5 separate regions of the Mus musculus genome follow, and regions 1, 2, 3 and 5 are each linked to region 4. A link is a contact called in public HiChIP or PLAC-seq, capture Hi-C and promoter capture Hi-C data. All regions are on one chromosome and are shown on one strand. The core of a region is the stretch at or near the end of the contact, and the rest is flanking DNA. Distances in the headings are between cores, read along the strand shown. Region 1 holds the start of Btbd9 (BTB (POZ) domain containing 9). Region 2 holds the start of Angptl4 (angiopoietin-like 4). Region 3 holds the start of Kifc1 (kinesin family member C1). Region 4 holds the start of Brd4 (bromodomain containing 4). Region 5 holds the start of Pram1 (PML-RAR alpha-regulated adaptor molecule 1).

Region 1 (4,542 bases), core at 912-3,411, 1.7 Mb after region 4:
TGGTTGCTGTTATCAGCAGCTGAATCTAACCTAGAAGTGGAGGTTAGGTTTTTGGTTTTTTCTTCTTTGATTGATCTCATCCATGCCTAGGCTTAATGTCCTTCAAACCTCAGCTTCTCTCATCAGTCACGGACCTGGGTAATTTGATATTTTCCTCTAAACCTGGAGGACCCCTCCATCAGACCGTAGTCACAGTGCTCAGTCTGTGAGGCAGCTTGATCAATGGTCCTCTCTTTTCCTAGATAAACCGGGAAGCCAGGAATACACGGGGAAGCTGTTGTCTTTATTCTCAGCTGTACTAGTTTCTTACAGCTGTTGTGACAAGTTAGTAGAAACTGTGTGGCTTATACCAATTCTTGTTACACTTCTAGAGATCAAGCCCTAGATTCAAGAACCCAGTCGCTTGCCCTTTCTAGCTTCTATAGGCTGCCTGTAGTCCTTTGTTCCGTTTTTAAGGCTGACTGGCAGTAGCTTCAAAGCAGTCTCCCCTGCTTCTCTCATAAGCTTTTTTTCTGACTCTGTTGCTCTTGTCCCTAGCCCAGCGGGGCAGCATCAGAGCAATCTCTTCATAACTTTTACTGAACCAGGTCTGCAACTTCCTTCTGTCACTTTCCAGAACAGATCAGCAGATTATGGTGATGGGGGCATGGGTCTTGGTGGGAAACATTATTCTATAAAACACAACAAAGCTGGAATTGGGTATCACCTGTGGGCAGTTTCCTAATGTTAAACTCTAGGGTTTGCTCTGTTTCTTCAAAGATCTCCCACTTCAGTTTGCCCCCCCCCCCTTTTTATTTTTTTGGTTTTTCTGAGACAGGGTTTCTCTGTATAGCTCTGGCTGTCCTGGAACTCACTCTGTAGACCAGGCTGGCCTCAAACTCAGAAATCCACCTGCCTCTGCCTCCAGAGTGCTGGGATTAAAGGCATGCGCCACCACCGCCCGGCTCCCTTTGTTTTTTTAAATGTACCAATCCCGAAGTCAATTCTCCAAGGACAAATAAATTGGGGACACGTGTATCGGAAAGTAGATGTATTAAATTGATGGATATCGTTCCACATGGAAGATGAGAGCGGAGAATGTTTCCCCAACCAACGTATCCACATTCCATCGTTCTACCATGTCATCCGTAAGGAATGTCACTACCATTTAGTAACTGACACACAAAGGCAGCTTTCTTTCCGTCTTGCTAAATGTTACTCCCACCTGTCTCAGCAACCACGCTAGAAACCTGGCCTACCTATTCATTCCCCCGCTCAGAGCTGGCCTCCGCGTTTCCATCCCCACCGCCAGAGTCTAGGTTGTGGCTCTGATCCTTCACTGGCCCAGCCCTAACCCTTGCTGTGTCTGTTCATTTTCACTGCCCATTTAAGTCGTCTTTGCTTGGAATTAAGTCTTCCATCTTCAAACCCACACACCCAGGTAAGTAACTTTCAAGAGTGACGACTCTCCAGTTTCGGCCAGGAAAGACCTACAACCCAATTTCTACGGCTTCAAAGTTCACAGTGCCTGCTTCTTATGTGAAAGATGGAGTCTAATGGGCTTTATACGTTACACTTGGTAGTCCTGGAGTGTCGAGGACTTATGTCCGGGCTTTCTGTCAGGGTCTTGAAATAAGGAGTTCGAATGAGATCAGTTCGCCCGCAGCCTCGCATGCATTATTTCGTCCTAAGTTGACACCTTTCTAGCGCAGGCAAGTCGGGTATCCGTCTTCCCACTGACAGAAGGAGGAAACTGAGTCGTGGTATTTCAGGCCTGGCCTCGTAGCACCTTCATGCTGGTAATGCCTCTCTTGGCCCATTCTCCTCGTCCAACTTCTCGCACGTAGCTGACTGTCCATCAGGCAAGCGACTAAGTGCAGAAAGACGAGGCTTTCTCCAACCGGCGCTCCGGCTCGTCCCCTTACGCAGTGACGCGACCGATGACGCTATTCAGTGACGTGTGATGACGTGCCTCACCCTGAGCCAGGTGTCGGCAGGGCGGCCACACCCTCAGGGCCCAGTACTGGAGGGGCAGTGGCTCCGACCTGGGGAAACACGCCGCAAGACCCCCGCCTGAGGCGACCTGGGGCCCTGGCGTCCTGGGTTCTACTGGCCCACGGTTGAGCCGTTGCTAAGTGACGCCAGCGCGCAGAGCGCGTGCGCGGCCACGGCGGTGTGCGTGAAAGCGGGCGCGCGCCGCGACGGCGGCGGCGAGGAAGGCGGCGACGGCGGCGGTCGAGGGGGCGGTGGCCACGAGGCGGGGTCGCTGCTGGCGGAAGAGACGTGTGTGGCGGCTTCTAGGTCGCTGAGGGACATCGTCGGGGTGAGTCGCCCGGACCGCTCGTGAGAGTTGGGGCCTGGCCGCACCTGCTGCGCGGGCCCGGGGCGCGGGGACGCGCTCCCCCTCCCCGCCGGACCCGCGCGCGCCGCTCCACGCCCCTCGGCCGCTGGTTCCGGGGGCGGGGACGGGGGCTGAGGAGGGTCAGTTCCCGGGCCTGGCGCTCTGGGGTGGGGGTGGGGGGGGGTGAGAGGGGGGCGCTGGAGAGAGGGGTGCCGAGGGACAAGTGACTGGACTCCAGTGCGACGCTGCCGGTTTCCTTTTAGGAATTTGAAGCGGGAGAAGCCCGCGTTCCTCAGCAGCCGCGCGTCCACACTGAGACGCCGACTGTGCAAACCTGACAAACGCGGAAATGGGGACCCTCGGGGTTCGCAAAGTTTTGGGGTAAACCGCGAAGAGATCCGTCAGCTCTACCCTGGCGGGTCTGGGAGTAGGAGCGGGTTGTTAGAGAGATCGTTAGAATCTGTGCCTGCGTGAGCGTCGGGCACACCCACGACCCGGGGAAGGCGACTTGTCAGTGAAGATGCTGGTTGACTAACCTGTTGCCTGGACCTTCCAGCCTCACGTGCATGCCCACGTGCTTCTCTGAACATTATTATTATTATTATTATTATATCCTGTGTTGATCCACATTTTTGAAGCCAAGGGACCATATCCATCCAGTATTGTTACTTCCTCATAGACTCAAATCTGCCCTTGTATCTATTTCCCAGAACCGTGCTGTGCTTTGGCCATTTCAAGGGTCTTGCAGGTAGAGCAGCCCTGCCTTTTGTGTGTGTTCTTCCCAGAAGCAGTGCGGGCTGTTATTTATCTGGTGGAAATGTAGATTGTGTTTCACGCGTGGGCTGGCATGGTGAGACTGGAGTTAAATGATGCAACTGGCCATCAGCCAGTATACAGGATTCTGTTGGGTCCGTTGTATGTGGTGGTTTTTTAAGGAGGAATAATGGAGACAAATGGAAGAAATAATCTTTCCCGTTATGAGTTAAAGGCAGTGCCAAGTGAGAGTGACAAGATAGGGAGCACTGACATTTGATCATGCCTAAAAACTGAGGGACATAACTTTAGAGTTTCCACCCAGAGTCTAAAATCAGGAGATTCAGTTTTATAACGGAGTCTCTGTAAGGTATGGTCTCTGAAGTTCTCACGTCTTGGAATCAGTAAAGCTTGCTTTGAAAAACCACTCAGGAGCCACTGTTCTATTACGAGCTTTTGTGAGTGAGTTACTTATTTCCCCTTTTGCTTGTGCCTCCTAGAAAACTGCCCGCTCCCGGGTAGATAGCTATGCGGTTGATGCGGCCTCATACCCCGTGGACAGTACAAGGGGAACATTTAGTTTTATCCTTCACATAGTTAATGCAACTGCCTCCCTCTTTCCCGAGTTGTGCCTCTTAGTGAGAGGGTTATGGGGTCACAAGTGAGGTCCCTGACCAGCCTGTTTTCTTTTAAGAATGAGCTGTCTAGTCAGAAAAAGAAATCATGTATATGTCAAAGAATCCCAGAAGGAAGTGAGGTAGTAGGATTAGGTGGGGCTATAGTATAGGAGAAGTTTACACAGGAGGAGGTCAGATACAGGGCTGGCCTTTAAACAGAGAGTAAAATTGGAATTAGGAAAGAGATAAATCCTGTGGTGAAAAGTTAGTGCTAATTTGGTCATTGGATGGCGGAAGGATATTTTGAGGAGGCTTGTGTGACTGGAGCAGAGAAAGGTTCCTTGTACAGAAATAGTGGGGAGAGAGGCTTTACAGGGTGGCTGTAAAAGTGTTACAGACATCCCATTAATTTTAGTGTAGACTCCGTCCTGGTTAGTTTTTTGTCAACTTGACAAAAACTAGAATCACTGGGGAAAAGGACCGTCCGTCTGCTGAGGAAGTGCTTCCGTCAGGTTGGCCTGCACAGGATGGGTGTGTGGTGTGAGGGCATTTTCTTAATTGATAATTGATACAGGAGGTCCCACCCACTGCCCTGCAGATCTGGCTAGGCCTTGGCAGGCTGTCCTGGGTTGTAGGAGACAGGCAAGCCAGGAAACGGCATCTGGCTCCTGCCTCCAGGTTCCGGCCTTTGCTTTTCTTGATGATGGACAGTTGGCCTGTAATCAAAATAACCCCTCTCCTAAGCTGGTTTTGATCAGGGTTTTATCACAGCAACAGCAAATCAACTGGAACAGAGTATGTCTGTAGGGTGGGATCAAAATAAAATCTTAGACAAGAATAAGTTACAAGTGT
Region 2 (4,816 bases), core at 749-3,248, 1.5 Mb before region 4:
GCCTGCATGTCAGCCTTGAGGCATGCAGTTTCAGATTCCAGAGGTTTGCTGCTGGCTCCCAGCCCTGCTGACTCAACTTGGGGGTTTTTCAGTCAATTTGCCCTAAGGGTCTTCTTGTCAGACAGGTTTTCTGTGCCAGGCTTCAGGGGAACTGTCAGAAAAAGGAACACCAATGCAAACTTGTTGAATAAAAACTTAACCAGGCAGCATAAACAAGGAAAGCTGTCTGCCCCACCCCAGTCCTCTTTTGTCTCTGCCTTGTCCCTCTCCCCTGCTCAAAGGTAGGATTTATACACAAACTAAAAAACTCAGTACAGGATCTAGGCTGTATGGAATGAGTGAATGAATGGATGGGTGTGGAAGGGAAATCTTTGCTGATGTTCTCTAGATTGTTTGCTTTTTAAATTTTTTTTAAAAAAGATGTATTTATTTTATTTATATGAGTACATTGTAGCTGTCTTCAGACACACCGGAAGAGGGTATCAGATCCTATTACAGATGGTTGTAAGCCACCATGTGGTTGCTGGGAATTAACTCAGGACCTTTGGAAGAGCAGTCAGTACTCTTAACTGCTGAACCATCTCTCCAGCCTGCTTTTTAAATGTTTAAATGACTGTTTTAAATTGTGTGCATGTGTGTGAGTGCCTGAGGAGGTCAAAGTCACCATAGCTCCTGGAGCTGGAATTATAGGTGACTGTGAGCTGTTGGACTTAGATCCCCTGCAAAAGATGTAAATGCTCTTAACTGGTAAGATAGATTTCCAGTTCCTCCTGGCTTTTTTAGTTGTTGTTGTTGTTGTTTTGTGACAAGGTCTTCTTCCTGGATGGCCTGGAACTTCACTATGTAGACCAGGCTGACCTCAAACTCACAGAGCTTCCTCCAATTGCTTCTTGCTCTGCAGTGCTGGGAGTTAAAGTATGCATAACTATGAATTGTTTTTGTTTTGTTTTGAAACAAGGTCTTGCTGTTTCAGCGTTGACTGGTCTGTAACTTACTATGTAGAGCAGGCTAGCTTGTAGCTTGTACTATTCCCCTGTGTCCTGCGTGATGGGTTTACAGGTGCGTGCCACCAGTTTTGTTGTTGCTGTTGTTGTTTGGAGACCTGGCTCAGAGTAGCCCAGGCTCTCTTAAACTCACTTGTGTAGCTCAAGATGAATTCCACACTCTTCTGCTCCATGCCCCAAGAGCTGGGATGACAGGTCTGTCCTCAGACACTGATCCTCCTTTAACGCAGGTAAATTCCTGGACACCAAGACCCCTGGTGGTGGAGGACAGGCAACAGGAGGAAGCCTAGGGTTGCAATCTCTACAATGTAGACAGAAATCCCAGCTATTGACTATTTGGCCAGGAAGAGGTGACTAATTGAACAAGGGTGTTAGTGATCCTCACAAACACATCTGCAATGACGAATGCTTGAGCTGGAAAGAGCGTGGGAGCCAGAAAGGTGGTGGAAGTGAGAGTGGGGGCAGGGGTTCCGCCTGGTCTGTGGATTAAAGATCTCAGGAAGCCTCTAAGAGGCAGAGAGCAAGGTTCTGTAATCCCCCACTTGCCATCTGAACTCAGCCTACCAGGGAGAGAACTTTCTGCCACGTAACTCTGCCCTACTTTGCTTTTGACTTGAGAAGGGGTCAGTCAAGAAGGCATCCACGTAGCGGGAAGGGGAAAAAAAAAAAAGAAGGCATCTACGTCCTGATTTGTACGCCCTTTCCTCCATTGAACCGGGCTGGGATGCGGGCTAGGGCTGGGAATTTCCGGCCTTAGGATGAACCATGCAGTGCACAGACAGTCACGTCGCTTATTAGGTCGCAAGGAAGGCGAAGCAGCCATCCCCAAGAACTCTTCATACACACACACACACACACACACACACACACACACACACACGCCACACACACACACTCGTAACTACAAAGCCTGTGGCATTGCACCCTAAAACTTGGCCACTCGCTCCGCCCCCGGGCCCCGCCTCCAATGCTCTCCCTCCCACTCCCACACCCGCTTTATAAAGTGGGGCTTTAGGTGCAACCGTGAAACGCTTATGAGCTACGGGCTCCAGATCTTCTTCTGCACCAGAGCAAGTCTAAGTCTGAGCCGGCTCCCCCAGAACTCCAGCTGCTGGGTCTTGAACTCCTGCGTTCCGGAGTCCTAGCGTTGCTGCACCCAAGGCCACCCCCAGAATCATGCGCTGCGCTCCGACAGCAGGCGCTGCCCTGGTGCTATGCGCGGCTACTGCGGGGCTTTTGAGCGCGCAAGGGCGCCCTGCACAGCCAGAGCCACCGCGCTTTGCATCCTGGGACGAGATGAACTTGCTGGCTCACGGGCTGCTACAGCTCGGCCATGGGCTGCGCGAACACGTGGAGCGCACCCGTGGGCAGCTGGGCGCGCTGGAGCGCCGCATGGCTGCCTGTGGTAACGCTTGTCAGGGGCCCAAGGGAAAAGATGCACCCTTCAAAGACTCCGAGGATAGAGTCCCTGAAGGCCAGACTCCTGAGACTCTGCAGAGTTTGCAGGTAGGCGCATCTACTAGGACTCTGACTCTACTTAGACTAACGAGTCTAGTACTCCAGGACCTGGGTGGAGAAGGGCCTCAGAGCAGACTGTGAAAGGGTAGAAGGGAGGGTGAATAAGAGGAGGTTGCCGACATAAAGCCAGGTCTTCACTAGCCTTGCATATCTTCAGACTCAGCTCAAGGCTCAAAACAGCAAGATCCAGCAATTGTTCCAGAAGGTGGCCCAGCAGCAGAGATACCTATCAAAGCAGAATCTGAGAATACAGAATCTTCAGAGCCAGGTAATTACCCCAGCAATTGGCCCAAATGGGAAAGAGGAAACAAAGTGGGGGTGAAATGTAGTGATGAAATGTGGCTAAGCAGTTGTTATGGCATGAGTCAAAAGATCTAACCACCCGTTTCCTGCCCGGTCTTAGATAGACCTCTTGGCCCCCACGCACCTAGACAATGGAGTAGACAAGACTTCGAGGGGAAAGAGGCTTCCCAAGATGACCCAGCTCATTGGCTTGACTCCCAACGCCACCCACTTACACAGTGAGTATCTCTGGTCTTTGCTGTCATCTGGCAACTCCCCAACCACCCCACTTGCCATTCCAATCCTTAGCCTTCTTGTCAGGTCCACCTTAATAGGAAAGAAAGAGATTCTGGCCTTGGGTTCCTGTGGGCTCACTAGGCTCTCATCAAGGGTATTTTTATATATTGCACCCTCTTCACTTATGATCCTGCTTGGCCAGACCACCCCACCATTCTTTCCCAGCAAGAATCTTCCCAAAATCTTATTAGCCGTTAACCAGAACAAGTAGAGGAAGGCAGATCATAAGGAGCTAAAGTTTCAGGGGTTCTGGGAGATGGTGGTGTAGCTCAGGGACATCATGCAAAGGAATCCAGGGCTGTGTGTGGATGTGTGTGCGTTCCCGAGGTTTGGAACCCTCCAACATCTCTTGATGTAACTATAAAAGGGAAAACCAGAGTAAGCACACCCCCACCCCGGCTCCTAGACTAGACACATCCTCTTACATCTTACAGATACAGATCCTTTGTCCTGTATGCTTCCATCCAGTCACATACACATATATACATAACAGTTTCGATCACAATTTCTAGGTCTTAGATTGTGGATGTCCATGCCCAATACTTTGTTTCAAATTGAAGTGTGTGTGGAGCTACGCAGTGCGGGATGGGCGGGTGGGGGATGGGGGGCACAGAGTCAGAGGCTCCCAGTTCCAACCCTGAGTTCATGCCTATTCGTTCACCCTTCTTGACATCTGTGGCTCTCCACAGCCAACTAGGTGAAAGTTTGGATATCCCCTTCACACCCTAAGGCTGCTTGCTGGCTTTCAGCCCAATCCTCCTTAGACTTAATTCCTCCCCTGGCTTTTACTTAGGCAAGTACCTAGGCATGGCGAGGGTCATGGATGAGCTTTTCCAGGGTCGGCAGGCATAGGTTCTGGATGGGTGATGTGGTGGAAGAGAAGAGCTGAGGGGGTGGTTTTGTGGCTTTGGAACTCCCAGACTCAGCCTAGCCAAGTAGAGGAAAGTTCAGAGCTGGAGAGACAAACAGCTGGCCCTAATGGGAACCACATGGGTGGTTTGGCAGTGTGCCTGTCCCGATTGGATGAGAGGAAAGTAGGGGAAAGGGAGCTAGCTGCCCGAGGGATTGGAAAGTATACTTCCCATCTTTCTGGGTCTGCCCCCACTCCTGGCAGTGCAGACGGAGCTGGCTGGCAGAAAGTGCCTGCATGCCCCTCCCCCAGTGACCTTTCTCCTACTTTCCCTGGCTGGGCTGGGGGTGGTTCTTCCTGAATTTAGAGGACTTGTCAAGGCCAAGTTCTTTCTCTCCTCCTCTCCTCTTTTTCTTTTCTTCCTCTTCCCCCTTCTTCTGGTAACAGACATAGCCGTATCCCACACACACACCCAGCCTCAGTCTCCCAGTCCCACTGTCAGCATCTTCTACTAATTCAGAGTACCCCTTTGCTCAGTCAGCTCAGCTCTTGCCTTACCCCAGATCCACCCCGTCCATTGTTTGAAGTCTTCACTGAAACACTGACTGTGGGGTAGGCTTTAGGTGGTTACAGGTCCCTACTGTGGACAAACTTCCTCCTCGTCTCTGGCCTCAGTGGGAGGAGTGGGGACATGCCTCCAGATGACTCTTCATCAGCGACAATACCTCTGTTCACTTTTGGGAGTCTAACAGGGCTTGAGAGAGTGGAATAGCATCCTTTTAGAAGCTGAGACCCAGAGAAAGGAATGGGAAAATGGAATCCCTGGCATCAGGACCATGTGCTGATTGTCAATAACAGGAAGGTG
Region 3 (4,270 bases), core at 1,555-4,054, 1.6 Mb before region 4:
CACCTCAGTCCCTGGTCTGTCTTAGTTAGGGTTTTACTGCTGTAAACAGATACCATGACCAAGGCGAGTCTTATAAAGGACATTTAACTGGGGCTGGCTTACAGGTTCAGAGGTTCAGTCCATTATCATCAAAACAGGAACATGGCGACATCACGGCAGGCATGCTGCAGAAGGATCTGAGAGTTCTGCATCTTCATCTGAAGGCTGCTAGTGCCATACTGACAGGCAGCTAGGAGTAGGGTCTTAAAGCCCACACCCACAATGACACACCTAACCCAACAAGGCCACACCTCCAAGTAGTGACACTCCCTGGGCCAAGCATATACAAACCCTGACTATTGGCAAGGTTAAGCCTAAAGCAAATAACTAAAACAAGTATTTGTTTAAAATCGGGTCTGCCTAATAGAAGGATTACATATTGCCTCTCAAACCCCTCAGAGATCTGCTGACTATTGCATTTATGGTGTTTAATGAAAAAGGCTCCCCCTGACCACAAATACCAGCTCCTGATAGCAGCAGGAGGCTGTCTCCAAAGATTTGCGGCAACTCACTCCCCTGGAGCTCGCTTCAAGTGTGGTACTACTGACCACTGGGCAAAGAACTGCCTGCTGGCAGGACCTGCGCAATTTAAGAACAACATTGGGTTGACTGTTTCACCGAGGTGAGTCGTTCTCCCAAATTCCTTCTCTGCAGAAAAATCTTTCAGATCTTCTGGGTGTGGCTGCTGCAATCCGGGACTGCTCTGCCAGCCAGCTGAAGACTGACCTAGCCCCCAACGAAGCCACTGAGATCACCTCCTGTGAGGATTTCGTCTTGCTCTGGTAAGCCTCTGTTATTCTAATTGATACATAAGGAAGATATTTGTTTTCCCTTTGTTGTCCAAATGTATCCTTCTCTGAGCTCTGTGATGGAGCTTTGGCTGCATCAGACAGTTTAGCAGCAGCAGGCCGTCCTTCCTGAGCCAGCTCCTATCCCAAGGCTGCAGGGGCCAGGTCAGTCCATCCCATGTGTAAAATCTCACAGGTTGGTTTACCTTGCTGTCAGGCTTCATGCCAAGAAAGATAAACTCCCAAAACAGGTTTCAGTAGAAGACAAACTCACATTTTGTCACACACTAAAACTTTTGCTTTTTTTCTAGAAAGTCACTAGGGAAATACTGTCTAGTTTAAAATTATAACCAGTTTGGCGAATTATAACCAGAAATTTTCTAGTGTCCCCCCATTAACATTTGTAGACTTGGAAACATCTCAAGTAAGGTCTTTGGGGGCTGTAGATTTAGAGTTTGGTGTCAAGAAACATACTATTTGGGCTGGAGAGATGGCTCAGTGGTTAAGAGCACTGACTGCTATTCCAAAGGTCCTGAGTTCAAATCCCAGCAACCACATGGTGGCTCAAAACCATCCGTAATGAGATCTGGCGCCCTCTTCTGGAGTGTCTGAGGACAGCTACAGTGTACTTACATATAATAAATCTTTAAAAAAAAAAAGAAACTGCTGGGTGTGGTTGCGCACGCCTTTAATCCCAGCACTCGGGAGGCAGAGGCAGGCAGATTTCTGAGTTCGAGGCCAGCCTGGTCTACAGAGTGAGTTCCAGGACAGCCAGGGCTACACAGAGAAACCCTGTCTCAAAAAACCAAAAAAAAAAAAAAAAAAAAAAGAAACATACTATTTATTTATCCAGTTATGTATGTATGTATGTGTGTGTGTGTGTTTCTTTATTTATTTAAGACAGGGTCTCTCTACAGAGCCTGGCTGCCCTGGAATTTACTTTGTAGACCTGGTTGGCCTTGAACTCAAGAGATCTGTCTGCCTCTGCATTCTGAGTACTGGGAACTGGGATTAAAGGCGTGTGCCACCAAGCCTGGCTTCTAGTTTTGTTTTGATTTTTTAATCTAAAAGATTGTTTATTGACCTGGGCATGGTGGCACAGGGTAGCCCTAGCATCTCTGAGTTCAAGGCCAGCCTGTTCTACAAATAGAATTCCAAGACAGTCAGGGCTACACAGAGAAACCCAATCTCGAAAAAACAAAATAAATATATATGTAATTTATGTGTTTTATATATATATATATATATATATATATATATATGCTTATATATATAATACGTACTATTGGGTATTATTTATATGTGTAAAGATATATGTTTATGTATATAATACATATTGTTTATGTATAATATATAATATTGGAGGCAGGAGGGGCACAGAAAACTTTGTGGCGAATTAGTTCTCACCTTCCACATTATATGAGTTTCAGGGATAACCAGTTTGCTATCCTCCCGGCCCTACTCTAGATTTATGACTTTATTACATCTCCAGATATGGGTTCCACTTTTTCTTCTTTGAGGACAGGTCAGCGCCATCAACCAGCTTCCACTTTTCGGACCTGAGAAAGTGGACCAAGAGCGACCTCGGTGTAACAGTCTCCAGTCTACAGGGTTGGCGAGGAGGTGTGCAAGTTCAGCAGTATCCGCTAGGTGGCGCTCGCTCCGCCCCGACCCCGCTCAGGCACATGCGTATTGCCTCCCCCACGCCACTCCTCCACACAAGCGCACTTCTGACGCAACCAGAGACCTCAGGAAGCCGCGCTCGGCGCTCGGGAGGGGGAGAGGGAGAAAAGAGGAAGAGCGGATCCGGAAGTAGGATCCAAGGGGTCTAGTTCTGGTGCTCTAGCGGACTAGAAGAGTCGCGACTCAGGGGGCGTGGCCCCGGAGGCGGAGGGCACCGTGATTGGCTCGCGACCGCGGCGCCGGCGCGGATTGGCCTCTGCGGATTGAAGTGCGTTGACTGCGCGGAGGTTGAAATTCAAAAGTGGCGGGTGTGGCTGATTGGCCTGGCTCCTGGACAGCCTGGCTTCGGCGTTTTGCGGCGCGAGCCCTTGAGAGGACGCGGGTCTCATCGTCCTGCCTGCTGCCTTTGCACCCTTTCTGTGCGGACCACCATGGACGTGCAGGCGCAGGTGAGTGCGGCGGAGACGACCTCGCGCCAAGATCGGAGGACGCAGGCCGGCCGCCCGGAGACCCGCGTCCCGGGGACAGGTCGGGGCAAGCCGTCCTGCAGGGGAGGGTCGCACCGCCTCGCGCCCAGGACACCAGCGGCCGAGTCAGTGAGGGCAACACACACACACACACACACACACACACACACACACACACGGCGAGGTCCCAGGACAGTCGCAGCGACGTTGGCCCGCCATTCCAGTCGTGCAGGCGCGACCATCCCGTGTCCCTTATCCCCCTCCAGCATTTCCCATTTCGAATTCTCAAGCGGATTCGACATGTTTGTGCTTCTCAGTTCTTACAGATCGCCTTGTGGGAGAAGCGAGGGTTCTGAAAGAGGCCTTGTCGCTTGTCCGCAAAGTACCTTTCTTGCTGATGACCTGTTGTGTTGCTGCTGGATCGGGATAGAGGAAGGGGAGAGGAGAAATGGGGGCATCGGCCCAGAGGATCCTTATTCCCTCGCCTGCCTCTTCCTTTTGCTCATTTGGACTGCTGACTAGTTTATGGGGGTGCCCTTCTTCACCACAAGCATCTGAGGCGTATGTGTGTGGCAATTAATGGACTGATCTCTCTGGTGTCAGGAAAGACCGGCCTGCATTCTTTGTTTACCAGCATTTCAGTCTAGACTGACTCACAGTCGGTGTTCAGCTTGAAGAGACTTTCTGGTATACTCACAGCCAAAAGGGAGAGCACTGCACTGTGACAGGTGACAGTTAAAAAGTAAAATAGTTTTTCTCAGATTTGTTCCTGCAGTATTTGCCAAGCATCTTCTGGCCCTGCACAGCTGTACTTATGTAGGAGACAGGAGTCCTAGCTACCAGTGAGCTGACACTCCCTGGGGAGACAGACATAATACAATTTGTATCTCTATTGGGAGGGAGTGAAGGACAGTAAAGGTTCAAGCAGATGGAAGGGGAAGAAGAAAGCTAGGAGGAACAACATTAACTAAGGTATGGAGAGTTAAAACTGGAAGGAAGAGGTCTGTGGTGCAGTGCTAGGCGAGCATCCAAGAAACACCTGGGTCTATAGTCCCCTGAACCAAAAGCAACGAACCATCCTGAAGTCAGTTGTGCACCTGAGGTCACCTGTGTGGAGGCTCAGACCAGAGCTTGGAGATTCAGGCCAGTGATACATTGTCTCAAAAAAAAAAAAAAAAACCAATATAAATTTGACCTAGTAACCTGAAGCTGGTAGCATGCCCAAGAATAGCAGGGTTTGCTTGCTGATTTGTTGTTGTTGTTTTGTTTGTTTGTTGTTGTTGTTTTGTGGTT
Region 4 (4,765 bases), core at 1,707-4,206:
TATTATGGCAGACTACTTTTTAATTTCAAAAGGTATTACATATATCCACTTGTGTGTAAATTACACAAGCTTGTGGAGGTCAGGGCCAACTTTCAGGAGTTATTTTCCCCTCCCTTTCAGCGTGTGAACCCCCCCCCCCCCCCCCCATCTCTGCATAGCCCTGGCTGTCCTGGAACTCACTCTGTAGACCAGGCTGGCGAACTCCACCACTGCCCGACCTTTTTTTTTTTTTTTTTCTTTCTGAGCACCTTTTGGAAATAACATGCAAAATTAGAAGATATTTAAAAGTTTCATGGCCGGGTGTGGTGGCGCACACCTTTAATCCCAGAATTTGGGAGGCAGAGGCCAGCCTGGTCTACAGAATGAGTTCCAGGACAGCCAGGGCTATACAGAGAAACCGTGTGTGTGTGTGTGTGTGTGTGTGTGTGTGTGTGTGTGTGTATGTTGGGGGGTGGGGTGGGGGGGGGGGAGTTTCATGATCTGTAGCCCAAAGTTAGACGCTTTAACAAATGTTACAATTTCTTCACTTCTTATAACTAATTACATCTCATAATTATCATAGTCAAAGGTAAAATTTTTACTTGGCTTAGAATATACCAATATAACCAATTAACCTTTGGTTAATCACAACTAAAACACAATAGTAGGGAATACTTTTATTCTTTCTTGTTTTTTTTTTTTTTTTAAAATATTTATTTATAAGGTCAGAGGGCCAGTCCCAGGGATTGGACTCAGGTAGTCAGAAATGGCAGCAAGTGCCACTGGAGTCATCTCACCAGCCTGTTTGATTTTTTTTTTAAGATTTATTTATTTTTATTATATGTAAGTACACTATAGCTGTCCTCAGACACTCCAGAAGAGGGAGTCAGATCTCATTATAAATGGCTGTAAGCCACCATGTGGTTGCTGGGATTCGAATTCCGGACCTTCGGAAGAGCAGTCCGGTGCTCTTACCCACTGAGCCATCTCACCAGCACCTGTTTGATGTTTTGACAGTCTCACTAATACAGGGTGGTCTTCCTTTTAACCTATTATCCTTCTGCCTCAGCCTACCTTTTTCTTTTAGCCTTCTTAATTCTGGACACCTCTCTCTCTCTCTCTCTCTCTCTCTCTATATATATATATATATATATATATATATATGCATATATATATATATATATACATACATACATATACACACATACACACACACACACACATGGGGAACCTTAAAAATTCTAATTTTTTCTTTGGGGGTGGTAGTACATACCTTTTATCCCAGTACTTAAGAGGCAGAGAAAGACAGATTTCTGTGTTCAAGGCTATTCTAGTTTAAGTTTTAGGACAGTCAGGGCCATACAGAGAAATGCTGTCTTAAAAAATCTCAAAGATCTTCTGTATTCCAGGCTGGGATGTTTTGCAACCCCTCAAATGGTCACATACCTAGTTCAGAGTATGCTGGGAGCTGACTTACGTCTTCAAGAATTAAAGTTAATCTGGAGGACAAGAAAGAGAATGTTCTAGGCTTAGAGATCCGTACTGATCAATCTTCAGCTCCTCTACAGAGGCCAGCCAAGAAGACCTGGGTGTGGTGGTGAACACATGTAATCTCATTACTTGGAAGGCTGAGACAAGAAGGGTAAGAATTCTTAAGATCCTGCTCTGAAAAAAAAAATCCCCGCTGGCTCATTCTCTTATTTCATGATACATGAAATATTTTCCTTAAGTTGATTCCATAAATTGAGTGTAGTGAATATAGTGAAACGTGTCTGTATTTTCAGCAATTGTCAGTTCCCACTGACACACAACTAGCCATAGTCCTCTGGCCTTAATGTTCCTCTATCACCTGTCTGAGGGCTCTCTTCACCATCTGCTCTTTTGAGTCTGTCATCGGATTATTTAAATTTTTGGATTAAAAATCTTTTCTTGGGGTTGGAGATTTAGCTCAGTGGTAGAGCGCTTGCCTAGCAAGCGCAAGGCCCTGGGTTCGGTCCTCAGCTCTGGGGGAAAAAAAAAAATCTTTTCTTGTCGTTCTTGCATGTGAAGATCCCCACTCATCTGCAAGGTTCCTTCCCTGAGTCTGCGTGTCGGCTTCCTCCGAAAAGCTGTTTCCTTATGGATGGCCCTGAAGACTCTTCTTGTCTTCTCTTGATCTTCCCTCTTCTGTGTATCCCTCTGGGGTACACAGTCCTCAGAGACCCTCGATCGTGTTCCAAGGACTCCCGCCCTCCTCCCCCCAGTCGGGGGAGCCAGTCTCCTGTCCTCACCTCTACAACCGCCGCCGGCACTAACGAAGCTCTCCGGACCTGGGAGGACCAGCGGGACGCGCACGCCGGGCGGCGGCGATGACACGGGGCCGCGCGCGCAGCGTGCGTGGTGACATCAGTGCGCTGGCGGCGGCGGCAGGGCTGTTTGTTCTGCTCTCCCGCAGCCGAGGAACCGAAGCAGTGGCGGCGGCTGCGGCGGAGGCTGCCAGCAGTGCCCGCGGGCGAGCGGGGCCTGTGAGCGCAGCGGCGCGGCGGGCGCGGCGGACGGGCCCCGGCTTGGCGTCCCGGACAGCGTGCGGCGGCGTGCGGCCTAGCGTCTCAGGTGAGGGGACCGGTGTCCTTCGCGGCCGCGAGGCGGGCTGCCGGGGCCCCACGGCGCGGCCCGCGTAACCTGCATTGCGTAATGGGGCTGGTGCGCCACCACCTACGCCATCGGCGCGGGGGTGGGGAGGCCGCAGTTTCGTGGGCCCGGAGCCTGGTGCTTCTCGCGCCCTGCCGGGGCAGCCCGCGCCGTTGGGGCGGCGGCGGCCGAGTGGGCTCGCGGACTTTGTACCGGGGCAGTTGCGCCCGCCGCTGTCCCCCTTGGCGCGGGCGGCGGCAGGGAACGGGACCGGGACCGGGACCGGGGGCGCGGGCGCGCTGGGCGGCCGGGGGCGGGCGGGGGGCGGGCCAAGCTCCCGGCACTTCCTGCCGCCGCCATTTTGTCAAGTGAGGAGGAGGAGGAGGAGGAGGAGGAGGAAGCGACTGCCTCTGGATCTGCGGTGCGCGCCGGGCCGCGTAAGTCCGGGCCGGGGATGCTGACCGCGGGTACCGCCCGCTCTCTCTGGTTGCAGTTCCCCCTTGGGGCGGGTCGCTCTTGCGCGTCGTGCCCCGGCGCGCTCTCCTTCCGTCAGCTGGGTACTCCTGCCAGTGCTGGGATAGCGAGTTCCCGCTTCATAGTCTCACCTTTCCGGCTGTCCCCGGAGCTCTGCCTAGAAAGAGGTAGAAGATTTTGTTCACAGGGAGAGAGCTTCCATTGCACGCCTGCTCCAGGCTGGACCCAGGGGACAGGAAGGGTGACGAAGGACCAGGAGTCCCTCTCGACCCACCCACTCCCAACCTGGAAGCCTACTCTTTGGGTGCTTTGTTTTGATGGGTCTCTGCTTGCTGCCGTCCCTTGCAATGGCTTCTTACTTGCAGGAGTGTGTCGGTTTAGGGTGGGGATGTTGGAGAGTTGTGATTCAGCAAAATGACCCCCCCCCCCCTTACACACAAACACGGAAATAGCACTTAAACAAGAAGCCCCCAAGGCCGAGCTGGGTTGGAGATGGGAAATCCCACGTTAGTGTAGTGGACAGTGTGAATACTTTTGCTCAGGCCGGTGGGTGAGTCATGTGCCTCTGCTGATTGGCTGACCTCCCTGTTACTCAAGACAAGGGTTTTTTTGTTTGTTTTTTTAAAAGTGTTTTTAGCCTGCTTGTTTACTTGTTTATGCTTTTCGAAATCTGGTGAGATTATCTCCTGTGTGTGTATATATGTTGGATGCCAGTTGCAGCAGCCCTCTTGAGAATGTCTTTACTTATCATCAAAGGTGATATTAATAGCCCCTGGTTACTAAAATCCAACTCTCAGTGTACTTCTAAGCCAATGTGCTCTTCAGTGCTATAATAAAAAATTGGAAAATTTTTATGAATGGAGATGTCAACTTCCCTTGGAATTGGTAGAGCTTGGGTGTTGTAAAGAATGTCACCCACAGGGCTAGACAGATGGCTCAGCGGTTAAGAGCACTGATTGCTCTTCCAAAGGTCCTGAGTTCAAATCCCAGCAACCACATGGTGGCTCATAACCATCTGTAATGAGATCTGATGCCCTCTTCTGGGGTTTATGAAGACAGCTATAAATTAAAAAAAAAAAAAAGAAAAAAAAAGAATGTCACCCACAAAAATGCAAAGGAATTATGAATGTGTTTTCAATTTCAAGAAGTCTTCAGCTAGCCGGGCGTGGTGTCGAACGCCTTTAATCCCAGCACTCGGGAGGCAGAGGCAGGTGGATTTCTTAGTTCGAGGCAAGCCTAGTCTACAAAGTGAGTTCCAGGACTGCCAGGGTATACAGACAAACCCTGTTTAGAAGTCTTCAGCTGGGGCTCAGTTTTATGGGCTTTACAATAATTTACAAGAACATTATTTTATTCACTTTAATTTGGATGGAGAATGATCTTTCCATAGAGGGCATTTATAGGTAACCAACTCCTTCCTTCTCAAAGCTTCAACTAGGAAGGTTGGAAAAGGTAACACTGTCAAAGACTGAATTGAATTGATCAAATCTAGAAGGAAAAGCCCAGAATTATAAAATATATTGTTGCTGATTTGTACATCCTATCTTTGGTAGCCAATAAAGTATTTAAGGACTCAAGGTAAAGTAAGTCTTTTTAAGTGGTATTAGTTGGTCTTAACTGGAAATAAACCTCTTTTTATCTTGTTAGCATTCTGCACATGCAAATTGCTAAAGATAAGGGATTTTGCTTATTGATGAAAGCT
Region 5 (4,391 bases), core at 1,387-3,886, 1.4 Mb before region 4:
TGGGGGCTTCCTGGGGAGGTCTGCAAACTGCAGCTGCAGTGGTTTCAAAGACACTGCACTGAGCTCAGACTGTGAGGACTTCTTGGGCTGCTCACTTAACTCAGTCTGTGGAAATTTCTTCAGGACTTTGTTTAACTCAGGCTTTGGGGTTTTTCTGAACAGTTCTCCAAGTTCTGGCTGAGAGGTTTGGAACTTAGCTTGGAGGTTTCGGAAGTCCTGATTGCTCCCCTAAAAGACATGGGTCATTCAGGAAGGCTCTCATCACAAGGCGGCAGATGGAGAAACGGTTACAGTTGGTCACAGGCACACAAACCCATCACCCTCCTCTTCCCTTAGGTTCTCATTCTAACTTTGGTTCTTCCCCAATCTCAGCTTCTCTTTTTGGGTAAGAACTACTCCTGTCCCCAGGTTCCTGGAACCCACGCCCTCCAGACTCCTCCACCTAAGCTGTGTCTAACCTCTAACAGGACCTAACTACTTATTCCTTTCTACTAGCCCATGGCCCACGCTTCTGATCAACAATATCTTCAACCTTTGTGCTTTGTGCCACTGCTCCCCCTTGACCTCTCTTTGCCCTCTGCCTGATCACCGGTTCTCCCCAGTCCTTTTTTTTTTTTTTTTCCTGATTTCAAAATACATCCGGAATTCAACTACTTCTCACTGTCACCCCAAGTAGAGGAACTGCCCTCCACAGTCCAGATCACTGTAATGGGCTCCTCCTCCGTGGTCTGCTGCCCTAGAGGAGGCCTATAAAGTGTCTGCTCCCAATCTCTCAGCGAGTTCATCTCTGAGGAAAGCAAACAGTCCCTGAATGACTCAGCAGTGGTCCCCCCACCCCGCCTCTGTCCTGTCTGTAATGCATACCACTCAATGCATGGGTCTCTCCTCTTCCTCCTCTGTGTCTTTATGATAATGCTCCTTAAGGGTGACCTCGGAGATAACCCCATTTTAAATCAGTTTTCTCTTCCCAGTTGCCCACAGTCACCAACATTTTCTACTCTCTTTGTCTCCCATTACCTATGAAGTTTTTTATATTAGTTCTTATATTAGGGTTGTTTTGAGGATTTTTATTTTTGTGGTGTTAGGGATGGAACTTAGCACCTTGCTAAACAAGCTCTAGCAATGAACTATATCTTCCCAGTGATGAGGGTTTTTTGTCATCGTCCTCTCCTCCTCCTCTTCCTCCTCCTTTTTTTTAATTTGTTTTTTGAAGCAGGGTCTCATATATCCTGGGCTGGCCTCAAACTTGCTTTATAGTTGAGGATAACCTTCTGCCTCTGCCTCCCATGTGCTGAGATTACAGGTGTGTGCCACCATTAGTTTAGCTTGCTTGCTTGCTTTTCTTTTTCTCTTCTCTCTTCTCTCCTCTCCTCTTCTCTCTTCCTCTCCTCGCCCCCCTCTCTTTTTCTTTCCTTTCCCTTTCCCTTTTCCCTTTTTCCTTTTTCCTTTCCTTTCCTTTTTTTGTTTTTTGTTTATTTTAAGTCAGTTTCTCACTATGTAGCCCAGGCTGGGATTCAACAGTTCTACTGCTTCAGCCATCTGAGTGCTGGCATTACAGGTGTATACCACCATACCCATTTTGACTATAAATTGTTAAAATTTAGTTGGGGGGACTAGAGAGATTTCTCAGTAGGTAAAGTACTTGTCATGCAAGCCTGAGTTCTAGCTTCAGTACTCATACATAACAAAGTCAGGAGCAGTACCTGTCATCCTAGTTAGCTCTGGAGAGCTTAGGCCAGGAGGCCCTCTAGGGCTTGTTGGCTAGCCATTCTAACTAAGTTAACAAGCTCTACATACATCTATCTAAGATGTGGGTATTAGGTGTCATAGTCCCTGACATGTCTCATGAGGACCAGAAGGGAGGCTCCCCAAATGTACAGGCACTATATGATATGTTTAGAACATTTCTGGTGCTCTCAAGTCTGACCTGCTCTTTGCCATAGGTGCTGGTAGATATCCCCAGCCTATCTTCACCAAGGGTAAAAAAGATTGGAGGACAGAGAGGACAGAACCTTGTAAATCTATCTAGAGATGGACTCAGAAGGATCTCTGGGAAGGAAGCAATTCTTGCCTGGGGTCAGACATTTCTTTGTTGAAGCCCCAGTCTAAGTGAGTTGATGACCACAAGGGTAGATAAGGAAGGGTTTAGCAGAGCACAGCTTGGGTAACGGACTGGAGATGGGGACTGGTGTAGCAGGTGCGTGACCCATTTAATCACTTCACAGGAAACCTCTGCTTATATCCCAGCTGCTGACCTGGATTGAGGGTATATCATTCCAGGCAGACCCAACCAGCACCACACTGCCTTGCAGTCACAGATACAAAGCTGGTCCACAAGAGCTCAAGCTATTATGCCTTGGTTGTTTCTTATCTTTTCCTGTGCCATCTCATCCCCAAGACTGTTCTAGCTCTGTTCTGCTAGGTTACCCATGAGGGCATATTTACCAGTTCCCCAGTTTCTACTTGGGACCCTTGTTACCTGAATGAACTTCCAATGGGGGCTTGAGGACTCACCATGGCTTCAGGGGATGATGAACCACAGGGTGAATGAGCTCTGAGCTTAGGCTTCTGCCTTGAGGAAGTTAAGTGTGGTTTCTGCTCCACGGGCTGACACACCAAGTCGGAGCTGTTGGGCTGGGGAGGGCAGAGGAGGAAGGAGGCGGAGATAGCCTTTCTGTCCCCTCCTTGAGTTCCTGCCTGTCCACTACTGTCCCCAAAGTCAGGTCATTAGACCTAAGCACATCTATAAAGCACAAGTTTCCTAGCTCCTACTAGCCTCTTGATTCCCTATTGTCCCCCTTAGTTTTAACACTTTGGGGTCCTGACAAGCTTTGTCTCTGAAGAGGCAAGCTTAGGACAAACTCAGGACAGTCACAGCACCTTAGTGGGGATTTTATGGCTTTCTCTGGGTCTTAAGACGTCTCTAAAGAGGTAGACCTAGGATATGGCTGTTGCAATGGTGAGGACATATCTGTCCTCCTGTATTGCTTCATCTACCTTGTTTCACCATTTGTACTCTCAACAGGACTTCCCTGTTAAGGTGACAAATGCCCCATCAGCCAGGGCTATGCACCCAAAGCATCATCAACTGGGATAAGCAGACTTATGGGTGGGTGGCATTAAAAGATGTCTAAGTCCTGGGCTGAAGGGACATCACTGTTGCTGTGAAGGTATGGGGTTTTAGGACCTCTCAAGTTCACAGTGGTTAAAGGAAGCAGAGAGAGGAGAAACAAGAAAACTGGATTGCAGGAAAATGAAGCCCAAAGTGGGACAAAGGTAGATATAGGAAAGGAGAGCCCTGACACGTGATTCAGTCCACAGGAACAAAGAACACTCAGCAGGGTTCAGAGGTATGATTCTCAGTTTGGGAACAGAATAGAATTCTTTGAGCTGTTAAAAAAATATCTTCCAGAGATTCTGATGTCACCAGTCTGGGATGTGGTCCAAGGAGGAGGACTACTTACACCCTAGCAGGATGGTTCTGGTGTATAGATGAGTGTACATGTGTCTATGTCCCTGGAGTCACAAAGTACATGCTCTAAGCAACTGGCGTAGTGGTGCATACTTGTAATCCCAGCAGAAGCAGGAAGTTCACTACATTTCCAAGGTTAGCCTAATCTACATAGTGAATTTCAGGCCAGCCAGCACTACATAATGAGACCCTGACTCAGAAACGTAACCAAAAAAGTACATGTTCTACCCAGGTATAGTGGCACACATCCGTAATCCTCGCATGTGGGAGAAGAGGATATTAAGTGCATGACCATCCCCCGGCTGGAAAGTTGAGACCCTGTGAAGGAAGATAACATAAACTAAATCCAAAGTTTGTAGCTCTGTTGGTAGTGTACTTATATAGCATGTACAAAGCCTTAAATCTGATTTCTAGAATCTCATAAAACAGCACTTGGGAGTTAAAAGCAGGAGGATTGGAAAGTCTGGTAGTTTAAGGCTATTGTTGCAGTGCCTTGTAAAAATACAATGAAGCCGGGCAGTGGTGGCGCACGCCTTTAATTCCAGCACTTGGGAGGCAGAGGCAGGCGGATTTCGAGTTCGAGGCCAGCCTGGTCTACAAAGTGAGTTCCAGGACAGCCAAGGCTACACAGAGAAACCCTGTCTCGAGTAAAAGAAAAAAAAAAAAAACCCACAATGAAAACCAATCTTAGAAACAAAATAAATATATGTTTTGACTTAGGTGATGGGCCTGCTGTTGGGTATTATAAGGCTGATAGAGTAGCAAGAACTTGTATAACTCTTGGGAATGAGCCAGGTATGGTTTCAGCTTATTTAAATGGAAATAAAGCAGCTTAGGTTGAGAGGCACACCTTCCTTATTTTAGCACATAGCATCAAGATTCTGATGCTTGTTTTCCTGTCTTGGGTCACAGTTCCTAG

Evidence for each region. Promoter capture Hi-C pulls out the DNA fragments that hold promoters and counts their contacts. HiChIP or PLAC-seq counts read pairs in DNA pulled down with a chosen protein or histone mark. Capture Hi-C pulls out chosen DNA fragments and counts their contacts.
Region 1: a contact with region 4 is called in a promoter capture Hi-C map of pre-B cells, with 2.6 times the contacts expected there. The contact joins the promoter of Btbd9 here to the promoter of Brd4 in region 4.
Region 2: a contact with region 4 is called in a FOXA1 HiChIP or PLAC-seq map of pancreatic cancer cells. The contact joins the promoter of Angptl4 here to the promoter of Brd4 in region 4. A contact is called at or near these places in 1 of 39 promoter capture datasets (hippocampal neurons) and 1 of 115 datasets of contacts at active chromatin or transcription factors (pancreatic cancer cells).
Region 3: a promoter capture Hi-C map of liver shows a contact between it and region 4, with 5 times the contacts expected there. The contact joins the promoter of Kifc1 here to the promoter of Brd4 in region 4. A contact is called at or near these places in 2 of 39 promoter capture datasets (cranial neural crest and hippocampal neurons) and 2 of 9 other capture datasets (liver and pancreatic islet).
Region 5: a capture Hi-C map of macrophages shows a contact between it and region 4, with 8 times the contacts expected there. The contact joins the promoter of Pram1 here to the promoter of Brd4 in region 4. A contact is called at or near these places in 3 of 39 promoter capture datasets (cranial neural crest, hematopoietic stem and progenitor cells and hippocampal neurons), 1 of 115 datasets of contacts at active chromatin or transcription factors (pancreatic cancer cells) and 1 of 9 other capture datasets (macrophages).

What each region holds. Positions count from the first base shown.
Region 1 is chr17:30,573,906-30,578,447 of GRCm38.p6, reverse strand. It overlaps Btbd9 (BTB (POZ) domain containing 9), which reads left to right and starts at 2,161. Exons shown (of 11, transcript NM_027060.1): 1 at 2,161-2,302.
Region 2 is chr17:33,778,757-33,783,572 of GRCm38.p6, reverse strand. It overlaps Angptl4 (angiopoietin-like 4), which reads left to right and starts at 1,998. Exons shown (of 7, transcript NM_020581.2): 1 at 1,998-2,510; 2 at 2,680-2,790; 3 at 2,926-3,043. The coding sequence starts at 2,181.
Region 3 is chr17:33,889,167-33,893,436 of GRCm38.p6, reverse strand. It overlaps Kifc1 (kinesin family member C1), which reads left to right and starts at 2,804. Exons shown (of 11, transcript NM_001195298.1): 1 at 2,804-2,959. The coding sequence starts at 2,942. It also overlaps a transcript of Smim40 not described here.
Region 4 is chr17:32,282,324-32,287,088 of GRCm38.p6, reverse strand. Brd4 (bromodomain containing 4) reads left to right here and starts at 2,956. Exons shown (of 20, transcript NM_020508.4): 1 at 2,956-3,026.
Region 5 is chr17:33,636,301-33,640,691 of GRCm38.p6, reverse strand. Pram1 (PML-RAR alpha-regulated adaptor molecule 1) reads right to left here and starts at 2,636. Exons shown (of 10, transcript NM_001002842.2): 1 at 2,515-2,636; 2 at 1-228. The coding sequence starts at 2,517.